Regions from separate parts of the Mus musculus genome. Here all the other regions are linked to region 3. The links are chromatin contacts, called in public Hi-C and promoter capture Hi-C maps. All regions are on one chromosome and are shown on one strand. Each heading gives the region's core, a stretch centred on a gene start, on an enhancer-like site or on the middle of the called end of the contact. The rest is flanking DNA. Distances are from core to core; before and after follow the strand shown. Region 1 overlaps Snd1 (staphylococcal nuclease and tudor domain containing 1). Region 2 overlaps Impdh1 (inosine monophosphate dehydrogenase 1). Region 3 holds the start of Lnclep (a long non-coding RNA gene).

Evidence for each region. Promoter capture Hi-C pulls out the DNA fragments that hold promoters and counts their contacts. Hi-C and Micro-C count contacts between places; a contact is called where the count stands out from the background.
Region 1: a contact with region 3 is called in a promoter capture Hi-C map of the 3T3-L1 cell line, with 5 times the contacts expected there. The contact joins the enhancer-like site here to the promoter of Lnclep in region 3. A contact is called at or near these places in 7 of 39 promoter capture datasets (the 3T3-L1 cell line, 3T3-L1-derived adipocytes, frontonasal cranial neural crest and 3 more), 1 of 484 Hi-C or Micro-C datasets (the 3T3-L1 cell line), 3 of 115 datasets of contacts at active chromatin or transcription factors (embryonic basal ganglia, embryonic stem cells and forebrain) and 1 of 9 other capture datasets (embryonic stem cells).
Region 2: a Hi-C map of embryonic stem cells shows a contact between it and region 3, with 2.0 times the contacts expected there. The contact joins the enhancer-like site here to the promoter of Lnclep in region 3. A contact is called at or near these places in 1 of 15 datasets of contacts at CTCF or cohesin (embryonic stem cells), 6 of 484 Hi-C or Micro-C datasets (the G1E-ER4 cell line, the HL-1 cell line, Sertoli cells and 1 more) and 2 of 9 other capture datasets (embryonic stem cells and pancreatic islet).

Annotation. Positions count from the first base shown.
Region 1 is chr6:28,779,922-28,783,327 of GRCm38.p6, reverse strand. All of the region lies in intron 15 of Snd1 (staphylococcal nuclease and tudor domain containing 1), which reads right to left. Among named protein-coding and RNA genes, the nearest start is that of Lrrc4, 50 kb to the left of the region's middle. Within about 2 kb of position 1,502, at least 22 of the 459 cell types and tissues checked have an H3K27ac peak or open chromatin away from gene starts, as enhancers often do.
Region 2 is chr6:29,202,755-29,206,312 of GRCm38.p6, reverse strand. It overlaps Impdh1 (inosine monophosphate dehydrogenase 1), which reads left to right. Exons shown (of 15, transcript NM_001302933.1): 6 at 1-7; 7 at 160-247; 8 at 1,063-1,262; 9 at 1,654-1,744; 10 at 1,939-2,034; 11 at 2,821-2,964; 12 at 3,067-3,211; 13 at 3,504-3,558. Among named protein-coding and RNA genes, the nearest start is that of Impdh1, 12 kb to the left of the region's middle. Within about 2 kb of position 1,927, at least 42 of the 459 cell types and tissues checked have an H3K27ac peak or open chromatin away from gene starts, as enhancers often do. A contact at or near this core is called in the HL-1 cell line, embryonic stem cells and pancreatic islet, where this site is marked.
Region 3 is chr6:29,029,237-29,032,951 of GRCm38.p6, reverse strand. It overlaps Lnclep (a long non-coding RNA gene), which reads right to left and starts at 1,998. Exons shown (of 2, transcript XR_377380.2): 1 at 490-1,998.

The DNA.
Region 1 (3,406 bases), core at 253-2,752, 250 kb after region 3:
GCTCCAGTCACTCAGAAGGCTTGAGAACAGGCTGTGTCTATCACAGACACAGTGAGAGTGCCTGCAGGACAGTGGAGCAGGACAGCCATAGCGGAACCTTTCAATCTTGCTTCTATCTGGCCACCATTCCTGGAAGAAGGGTTACTTTCTTTTAGGCACACCCTTCCTGTTCCATACAGTATGCCTGGTTCTTTTTACCATCCTGCACACCTCAGTAGATGGTTTTCTCTCCACTTCTCTCATACATACTTGCAAGCAAGCAAGCAAGCAAGCAAGCAAGCAAGCAAGCAAGCAAGCAAGCAAGCTCACTGCTTCTTCTGAGCTGTGTCATGAACCATGTCATTTGTACTATGCTAAATGCCTGAGTATATGCAAGAGGCTGGTGACAAGAAAATTATAAAGAGAATATAGGGCTATAAGTCCTTGTAATTATCTATTTGATGAAATAACATATTTGATAATAACAACTACTATTTGTGCCCATAGGTTTGGTCATTAAAAGAATTCATTGTGTGTACCCTTTGAATGTAAAACAAACAAAATAAAAGTGGCCAGCCCTGGACAGGTATCTTTCTGTGCTTTGCCTTCCACAATTTATAAGTTACTGGGGATGTCCTTTGGCCCAAAAACAGATCTCTCAAGATCAGAAGGCAATAAGATCTCTAAAAATGAAATGCTAGTGCTAGGGCCATATAAGCACGTTTGTGTTGGCATTTCCATCCCAGGCAACCTCTCTGGGAGGTACTAGCTGCTGAATGGCAAAGAGGACAGCTGTCTATAGAGGGCTGCCCCGTGAAGCAAATTCCACAGCATAACAGCCACAAGGAAAAGAAAACCAAGATCAATGTTTCATACAGAGTCAGGCCACTAAACAAAAACATCCTTTGTTTTGTGATTCAGCCTTAGCCAACAGTTGTTCAGGTTGGAGCCAGGAGGACAGGTGGATGTTCGGTAGGGATGTCTGGTATCTTCTAGTCTGCCTGGAGCTTCAAGCTCAGTCAATAATGATAGAAGTTCTGGGTTGCCAGAATATAGACTTCTTTACTTCTCTGAATACTCAGACAATTACCAGTCCATATCTAGGGAACAGAAAAGCAGATTCCTCTTCCAGAGGCAGCCTGGTGAGCATCCCAGAAGTCTGCTAGGGATCTTCAGGCCGGCAGGAGTGAGGAGACAGCAGGAGAAACTCCAAGGGCTCAGGATAGATGGAGACCACTGAAGTGACCTTGTGTGTTCAGACAGAGCTGACATTTATAATTTGTAGGCCCCTAACATTCTTATTTCCTTTTTACCAATGCTCTGGCAGGGATGTTGTAACATATTAATCTTTGTAGTTGAGTGATACGGTTTAAAATACTGCAGGCTTGGCTGCCATTCCCTCCCCTGGGGTCTCAAAATAACTCCACACAAATCATCTTTGCTAAACACTCACGCAGGCAGCTCTCTTCTGCTAGCACACACACACACATCTTATGTAAGGGAAGAAGCCACCCAGCTTGCTGGAAGACAGTGGCACTCCTAGAGAGGCAGCCGCAGTCTAGAGGCTAAGCTCAAGCTTACTCAGTGAGAGGATATCCAAGGAGGTTGAGGCCAGAGGGCTGCCCAGTTCACAACTGTCTGTAAATAAATGCAACTCAGCCACTTATTGACCTCTTACCACAGAGAAAGTCTACTCAGCTAGATTTGGGAAAGTAATGAGGAAAGAAGCTAATGTACCTCTCCTTAGAATCCACACAGTTTGCAGTGGAAGATGGCACAGATTTGAGGAACCCAAAGAAGAAACATGGGCAGCAAATGGGGGCACTGCAGAGCCTCTCAATACCTCTCCACAGGTACATAAAATAGTACCGGTCTCCAGACCACATTCATCTGGCCCGCATGTATGTGGATGGCTGAAGGAGAAGGCCCAAGATAGTTGGCCTATTTGCTAGATCCCAGCCAATCAGGGGGCACCTATGACTGAGATCTCCCACTTACAAGTAGTTTGCATCAACAGCACCCTCTCCCTGGCACAGTCAGTGTGCTCAAGCCCCAAATAATCACTTTATAGAGGCTGGGTGATGGATCTGCACTGCCAGACGCCCAGGTAGGCCTCAGGCCCTTCTGTCCTGATAGCCTTGATCAGGCTCAAGCTTGGTGACGCTCTGAAGTTTCCATCTTATCCAGTGTCGATTCTAGCCAAGCCTAGGGGCTGTGGGAAAGGTTACCCTACTTTCCTCAGAAGTGTCTTAGGGGAAACACAGGTCGCTTCAAAGCCCTCACTTCTCAAGGCTAGAGACAAATGCGCTGTCTTAAGGGCATGTGTGAAGTCCACACAGGCTGCTCTGTTACTCATTTCTCCTGGTCTTCCCACCTCAGTGATTCCTAGGTCTCCTCTGCTTTCTCATCCTTTCTCCTGACTGTTTCTCAAGAGGGGGAGCTTCATGGCAGCTCATCTTTGGCTACATTTTTTCCCAATCTCTGCCATCACTGAGCAATCACAGTTGTACAGCTGGGCTTCAATTTCACCATAAATTGAAGGAGATCTAAGAGCTAATATTCATTTCTGAATTTACCTGTACCTACAAATGTCTACAAGCATCTAACAGAAAAGGTTTCCAAAGTAATCAAAGGGAACCTTTTATTATTTATAACTCAGGAAATTGCTGTCCTTGTTGCCATCATTCATTACCAAACAACTAACAAAGTTCCAGAGATTCAAACATTACTTGGCAATTCTCCAGTCAGCTCTACTCGGTCACTGCACACTTAGTCAGGCTTCCTCAACTCTTCTCCAGTCAATGGCAGTCATATGCCAGCTACACATGCTCGTGTTGGTTCAGGGCTGTTCAAATCTACTCTCCACACTGTAGTTAAAGTGATCTAAAACTGGACATTGTAATGAAACAGGAGAACCTTAATTTATCTGGTAACATGGACCGCCATTACGGTCAAACTGGTAAGTGTTTAAACTGATTTCAGTTTTGAAGTTCAAAACAGAGAAAACTAAGCCATGATTAAAGAGGTCTGAACACTGGCTATGTCTGAAAGGAGGGCCCCAAGGGAGCATACTAGGATACTAGAAATAGTTTCTATTTTCATAGGAGTATTACTTGGGGGTTTGTACACAGATGAAAATTCAACAAGCAGCATACTTACAACTTTTATGTGATACCTAAAGAATCAAATAAAATATTATACAATGCCTTAGCTGTCTTCCACTGTTTCACTTACCTTTTCTTATCAGTTCCTATCTTACAAGCCAAGGATGGACTGGTGGGGGGAGAGGGGACTAGCATTTGTGAACCCAATAAACCTGGATAAAAATCTTCATATGTGCATCAATTTCTTGAAGCAAAGATGGAGTGCCTTCCTATTAGTCCCTGAGAATGGTCATAAGTTAAAGTCACAATAATTGGTCTGGGGT
Region 2 (3,558 bases), core at 678-3,177, 170 kb before region 3:
CAGTGAGGTGCCTGCAGGGCAGGGAAGGCAGAGCTGCATCACAGAGGGAACTCTACCCCCGGGGGCCCCAGACTGGTGCCTGTGACCAGGGACCATAGGGAGGCCTGGCTCCGTCTCTCTCACCTGCCAACCTGCAGGCAAATGTTCCTGGCCCCACAGGTGATGACTCCGAGGGTCGAGCTGGTGGTGGCTCCAGCAGGTGTGACATTGAAAGAAGCAAATGAGATCTTGCAGCGCAGCAAGAAAGGTACCAGGGAGTACACACCCCAGCTTCCTGTACAGCAGAATTTCCATTATTCCTCAGCCTCTTGTGTTGGCCCAATAATGTCTTGGAGGAAACGTGAATAACCCTAGGCAGTCTGGAGCAGGTTTCCCGATACTCCGCTACCTGCTTACAGAAGCCCCAGTCCTAATTCAGTGTCTTCCCAATGTTTTTCCAATCTAGTCCTGAGAGGTGCTTGTCATAGTAAAAGAGCTTTCCGGTCTTAGAAGTCTGGGAAAGGACTGAGGAAGGGGGAAGGAAGTTCCAGGACAGCCAAAACTTCATTGGGGGGGGGGGGGCGGGGAACGACACCCTGTGTCAAAAACCAAAAGAAAGAAAAAAATTACCCATTGACTTCTCAGAGTCTTTGAAAAGTCCCGCAGTTAAATATATCCGATAGAGCGGCTGTTTGTATGACGTACATTAAGTTCCTGTGGGCTGTTGCTTCCCAGGTCCCCGGTGGAGAGTTCTTGGCATTTGCTTTGGGCAGAGAGGATCCATGTTCCTCCCTCAGGGCAGTCTCACATTAAGACCTTGTCTGGGTACTTTGTACAGTGACGTGCTCCAGCAAGTGAAAAGTTGCCAGGGTTCAGGGGCTGCCTGTCCCACCAAACCCGCATGGGCAGGAAGAGCCTTAGGAACGCTTGGGAAGGTTCTTTGCTTCCTGATCTCTGGGAAGAGGTCCAGGTCCTGGGTGGGTGCTGTCACCTAGTGGCTAGCTTAGGTACTTCAGGGGTCTCTCGTTCCATTTCCTTCCGGTTCTTCTACCCACTACCCTGCTTCTCTCTCCTCCTGGTCAGGGAAGCTGCCCATAGTCAACGATCAAGATGAGCTGGTAGCCATCATTGCGCGCACAGACCTGAAGAAGAACAGAGACTACCCTCTGGCCTCCAAGGACTCCCACAAACAGCTGTTGTGTGGGGCAGCTGTGGGCACCCGTGAGGATGACAAATACCGCCTGGACCTGCTCACTCAGGCCGGTGCTGACGTCATAGTACTAGTAAGGAGGTGACATAGTACTAGTAAGGAGGTGGCGGGTTCCCTGCATCAGGCTTGTGAGGCTCATTCACCTCCATTAAGCCTTTGCTCCCTCCCCACTTTGCTCTCTTTCGGCTTCTCTGGTATCAGAACTAGGCTAATTGTAGAGCCCAGAACAAACCATGGCCCTCCCTCCAAGGCTTTCTCCTCACATACAAGCTCATTTACCCTGATAATTATAACTCACACTCACTGAGAGGCCCCATTTGCCCGGCACTGAGCTCAGCTTTATACATGCTCACTTGTTTCACTCAGTGTTTAACTTAGTTAGCAGCAGCTCTCTGAGTGCTGGTCCCTAATTCCCGTGAGGGGACTTGGCTGTTTAGCTTGAGCCTTTTTGTCCCTGCTAACAGGATTCATCCCAGGGGAACTCAGTGTATCAGATCGCCATGGTGCACTATATCAAGCAGAAGTACCCCCACCTCCAAGTGATTGGGGGAAATGGTGAGTGTGGAGTGGCCCCCCTCAGCCCCCCAGAACTCCTAAGTGATGTCATTCTTCCAGGCATAGGGGATAAAGGGTAGGATGGGCTTTGGTGAGCATTTAGGTTGGGGGAGATATACTAAGATCCCAGGACATTCCTGGGCAGGGTGGGGACACTATCCTCACATTCCTCTGTCTGCTTCCTCCATCCCCAGTGGTGACAGCAGCCCAGGCCAAGAACTTGATTGATGCTGGTGTGGACGGGCTTCGTGTGGGCATGGGCTGTGGTTCCATCTGCATCACCCAGGAAGGTGGGTATCCGCAGGAGGAGGAGGAGGAGGAGGAAGGGCTGCCATTTAGAACCACTCTGGCCTCTTCTTCTATAGATACATGAGTATCTGCCCCACTAGGTGATTCTCGGGAGCAGGATTCTGGTCTGTGCTTTACCCTGTCTTGGCATAGTTGTGGGAAGAGGCAGGTATAGGCAGATGAGGACATGTGGCTTTTGGGAGTGGACCAACCTGCTTTTTGGACTGGTTGTGGGGACGCTGTTGGTATCACCCTCTAAGGTTGGTGTGACACTTTCTATAGTGTGTGTGTGTGTGTTGGAAGATAGCTGAGGGTTTGGATCCCATTTGTGACCAGATCATGCCAGTGGTGTGAAGGATACAAGTCTCTGAACATCCAGGGATTCCATAGACCCACATTGCCACGTGTAACAGAGCAGAATCCACCTCACCCCACAGCCCCCAGGTGAGGTTGAGAGCAAAGCCGTATTCCAAAGGAGGCCATCGGAACCCAGCTCTGGTATTAGCTGCTAATTCAAAGGACATCTTTACAGGAAGCCAGGCCTCCACAGCAGCTGGTGCTAGAGACCACCAGTCTTGAGGTCATGTGTCTGATGGCTCGCATTGATCCCCTGATCCATATCCTTTATGGTCCTGCTAGTTAGTGGTGGGTGACCTAGGAACCGAAAATGGCTTTCTCCCGCCTTAGGCCTCAGAAACACCATCTCTTACCATCCTTTCTCCATTGGCGGGGATAGATACAAGGAGACCACTGATCCATCTCTGTCCCTTACATTCCCCTTTCCCCAGTGATGGCCTGTGGCCGACCCCAGGGGACTGCTGTCTACAAGGTGGCCGAGTACGCCCGACGTTTTGGGGTGCCGGTAATAGCGGATGGTGGCATCCAGACCGTGGGCCATGTGGTCAAAGCCCTGGCACTTGGAGCCTCTACAGGTGAGGGGAACACTTGGTATTGAGGACTAGAAGCCGCCAGAGGGGCAGTCAGACTCCTGTGTGGAGGAGGAGGCATTTAGCCCTCAACCTTGATCTCTGCAGTAATGATGGGCTCCCTGCTGGCTGCCACCACGGAGGCGCCTGGTGAATACTTCTTCTCAGATGGGGTGAGGCTGAAGAAGTACCGGGGCATGGGTTCTCTGGACGCCATGGAGAAGAGCAGCAGCAGCCAGAAAAGATACTTCAGGTTTGTCTTCATGTTCTTGAACTCCCCCATGGCCTTGACTTTAGACGGATACCTGAGACCGCATTCCCAAGTTGTGGAGACTCACAGACATGCAAAGTGGCAGATGTAGCCCGACCTGACCAGAGACTCGGATATTGTTTCTCTTGTAGCCTAGTATGTGGCTACAAGAGAAACAATGTATGAGGCTGCTGTGGGGATCCTCTGGGCGGTATTCTATCTGTACCTTGGAGAGGCCGGGTGGGGTCCTCTGAGCCTCTGACTGCTCAGCTCAGCCTCCCCACCTTCCATGCAGTGAGGGGGATAAGGTGAAGATCGCACAAGGTGTCTCCGGTTCCATCCAGGATAAA
Region 3 (3,715 bases), core at 749-3,248:
TAGTGGTTTAATGTTTAAGGATGCATCAGGGGCTTCCGATGGCCAGCCTGCGGCTGCTTCCGATGACAGATATCCATGCGTATGGCTCGTGACACTCTTCCCGTGGCATCCAGCAGAATTGGAGCTCCAAGCAGACCTGGTCTGCCAGTTGCAAAACGTCTTCCATACAAAGAGGCATGTCAGAATGCAAGCAACCGTCTGGGCATCATTACGGGGTTATGTGGAATCTGTTCTAATTGATTAAAACCAGGAAGATCATCAATCATTCGAAAGCCTCGACAGTTTGTTATTAGGTAGCCACTTGCCTATGACACACCTCAAAACTGCTCCAGGCATGCAGCATGTTAGGACACCGCTGTGGGAAAAACCGCTGGTCACGATGATGCCAGAGCCGCCAGTTGTGAAATGAAAACCAATGCCAGCTAACTAATTGTTTCAACTACCCTGTGCCAAAGAATCGATTGGGGAGAACATTTTGTCCACACTCACCCGATTGGCTTGGTGGTCTTGGTCCTGTAGAGATGCAGCCGGAGTATCAGGAATGTGGGCCTAGTGTCAGGTATCAGAATTCGAGGCTGGAAGGAGCCTCCAGAGAGAGAGTTTCATGCATTCCCTTCATGTCACCAACAAGGATCAGAGGGAGCAGCCAGGCTGCTGAAGGGCGCGCCACACAATTGTGGACTATTGTTTTCAGAAAGAGGTCAATGAGGGCACATCTTTGCCCACAGCATTTTTAACATTTTCGCAGCTATTTCAGAATCACGGTGCCCACTGAATGGCATTGCGTACTTTCTAAAAGTAGACAAGAATTTGAGAAACACCCCGTGGTGCAACTGTTCATTGCTTAAACCTACTGCTGACTCATTTGCCCTTCGATACTTCTTTACCAACATCGGTGGTGGCATCTGCTAGTTACTACCCCCTCCAAGTCTTAGTCTCCCTTGTTGGGCCGGGAATCAGGATGCAGTGACCTCACTTCCCCGAGTCCTCATTGGCTGGTGGGTGGGACTCTGAGGGTGAGGTCCTTGAAGGGAGCTCTGGGCACAGAGGTAGGCCCCCTGCCCTCCAGACTGGACTAAGTCATCTGTCACCCAGGGTGTAGACTATTCGGGCGTGAGGAGGGTCTGTGGCCCAGGGAAGCGAAGGTTCTCAGGCTTCATCTTTTCAATCAAGGCCAAAGGATCCCTCTAAACAAACCCCCTAAGGTGTTAAGGAGGAAACAGATGTTATTGGCAATATTCACAAACCATTCACAAGACCCTCTGGGATGACGTCTTCTTCACATTAACTCAACTGTGAAACTCCTTCATTCACTTGAACTCTCTGCCTCTTGAAAATGTCTTCCCTCTGAGAGAGGCAATTTGGTTGTGGTCCCTTTAACCACTCCTCCCCATTCCCAAGTGCAGTTAAGAAGCGCTGATATCTCAGGGCTTCAAGGGGGTGTGGGGAAAGGAGTTCCAAACCAGGGCTCTGTCTGGCCCTGAGGCGGAGGCGTGGGCTCGGGAGCCAAGAGCTAGGCTCAACACTGTCAGTGCCCAGCCCAGACCCTGGCAGTTATCCATCCTCACAGGCTCAGCGCAGGAGCAGTCTTTGGCATGCAAAGAGGACTCTTGGGCTTGGGGCCAAAAGCCAGCCCTTTACCCTAGATCAGCACAGGGAGTGGCCCCACCCTCGGAGAATGCACCTCTTTCCTTGTTTTCTGGGTTGATGTAGCTTAGAGAAATATTTGGGGCTTCGTAGGGGTAGGGGATCTGGGACTATGGAATTACAGGGTAACATCTTCCTCTCACAACAAATAGAAGGGAGGAGAGGACCCACGGTCTGAGAGTGGGTGGCTCTCTTTCCTGGACTTGATAGATTGTTTAAAAAGATATTGTGGAAGCTTGGCCCTTACCAAACCTTTTTTCCACTTGTTTTTATTACAAACTACAGACACACACACACACACATACACACATACACACACACATACACACACACATACACACACACACATACACACACATACACACACACACATACACACACACACACATACACACACACACACATACACACACACACATACACACACACATACACACACACATACACACACATACACACACACACATACACACACATACACACACACACATACACACACACACACATACACACACACACACATACACACACACACATACACACACACACACATACACACACACACACACATACACACACAAACACACACACACATACACACACACACATACACACACACACACACACACACACATACACACACACACACACATACACACACACACACACTATCAAGTGTTCCTTTGGGGCCACTAAGTTCAGAGTCTCGAAAACTCTAGAGGTGAAAGAATTCACAGCTGAAGAAATTAAGACTTTAAGGGAAAGTAGACTCAAGAGAACAAGGCCGGAATTAGATTATCCTTATAGCCGATTTTGGTTCAGGGAAGAACACAATCCAAGAACACACCAAATAAAGGACATTTTAGGGTGTGTCCATGACAGTTGCTCTTCTTGGGCTGGGACCTGAGAAGTAACTTCAGGTGCTGTCACTCCAGTGCTAAGCGAAAAGCTTCTATTTAGTTAACATTAAGTTCTTTAGCAATGACACGTGCTTTCTCCACACCCTTCACATCTACAACTTTAAATACCCTTTCTTCTCTAAGCTGTATATTTTCATCTGGCCCTTATCCATTTTTTCTGTTCTCTTTCTGTGAACCTGTTGAAAAGAAGTGGGCACTAACCATGCCACAGACTAAATGGTAGATTGTCTAGAAATGTCCTCTGCCAAACAAATCAGCCCACTGGCTTTGAATTCAGCCTCAAGCTCTCGGGACAAGAAGAGTGTAGCCACCTTAATCTGCCAGGATGTAATAGAATGGCCTCGTGTTCTGTTCCTGATAAGCCTTTGTCGCCCTCTGAAACATCATCAGTCAAAGCTTCACTACCTATGTGTACTGGACAGTTTTATGTCAACTTGACATAAGCTAAAATATCTGAGGCAATCACCTCAAGTAATTAAATGCCTCCATACGCCTGGTCCTGGTCTATAGGCAGGCTTAATAGGTCGTTTTCTTAATTAGTGATTGAGAGAGGGTCCAGTACATTGTGGGTGTGTTCATCCCTGGGCTGGTGGTTCTGGGTTCTGTAAGGAAGCAGACTGAGCAAGCCACAGGGAGCAAGCCAGTAAGCAGCATCCCTCTATGGCATCTGCTTTAGTTCCTGTCTCCAGTTCCTGCCCCGTTTGAGTTCCTGTCGTGACTTCCTCCAGTGATGAGCGGTGCTGAGGAATTGTAAGCCCGATGAACCCTTTCCTCCCCAAGGTGCTCTGGTCATGGAGTGCTGTTGCAGCAATAGAAACCCTAACTAGGACAGTATGTTTCTAGCAGTTCCTGGTCTTCCACCCTCCCACCAGAATAACCATTTAAGCTATGCTGTATTATGTAAGGGCTTTAGCTCATTGGTCCAAACTCTTCCAAATTCCTCCTGCAAGCTAGTTCCAAAAGCCTAAAGATCCCATGGCCAAGCAGTCGCAGCAGTAAGAAAAGACAGCCATGGGAACAGATCATACTGTGCCCACAGCCAGAAAACAGAGAGCCTTGTATTCTGGTGTTCACCTGGCCTCCCCATTTCATCCCCTTTTTATTCAGTCCAGGAACCAAGCCTCTGGGGGTGGTACATCCTCAGCTAA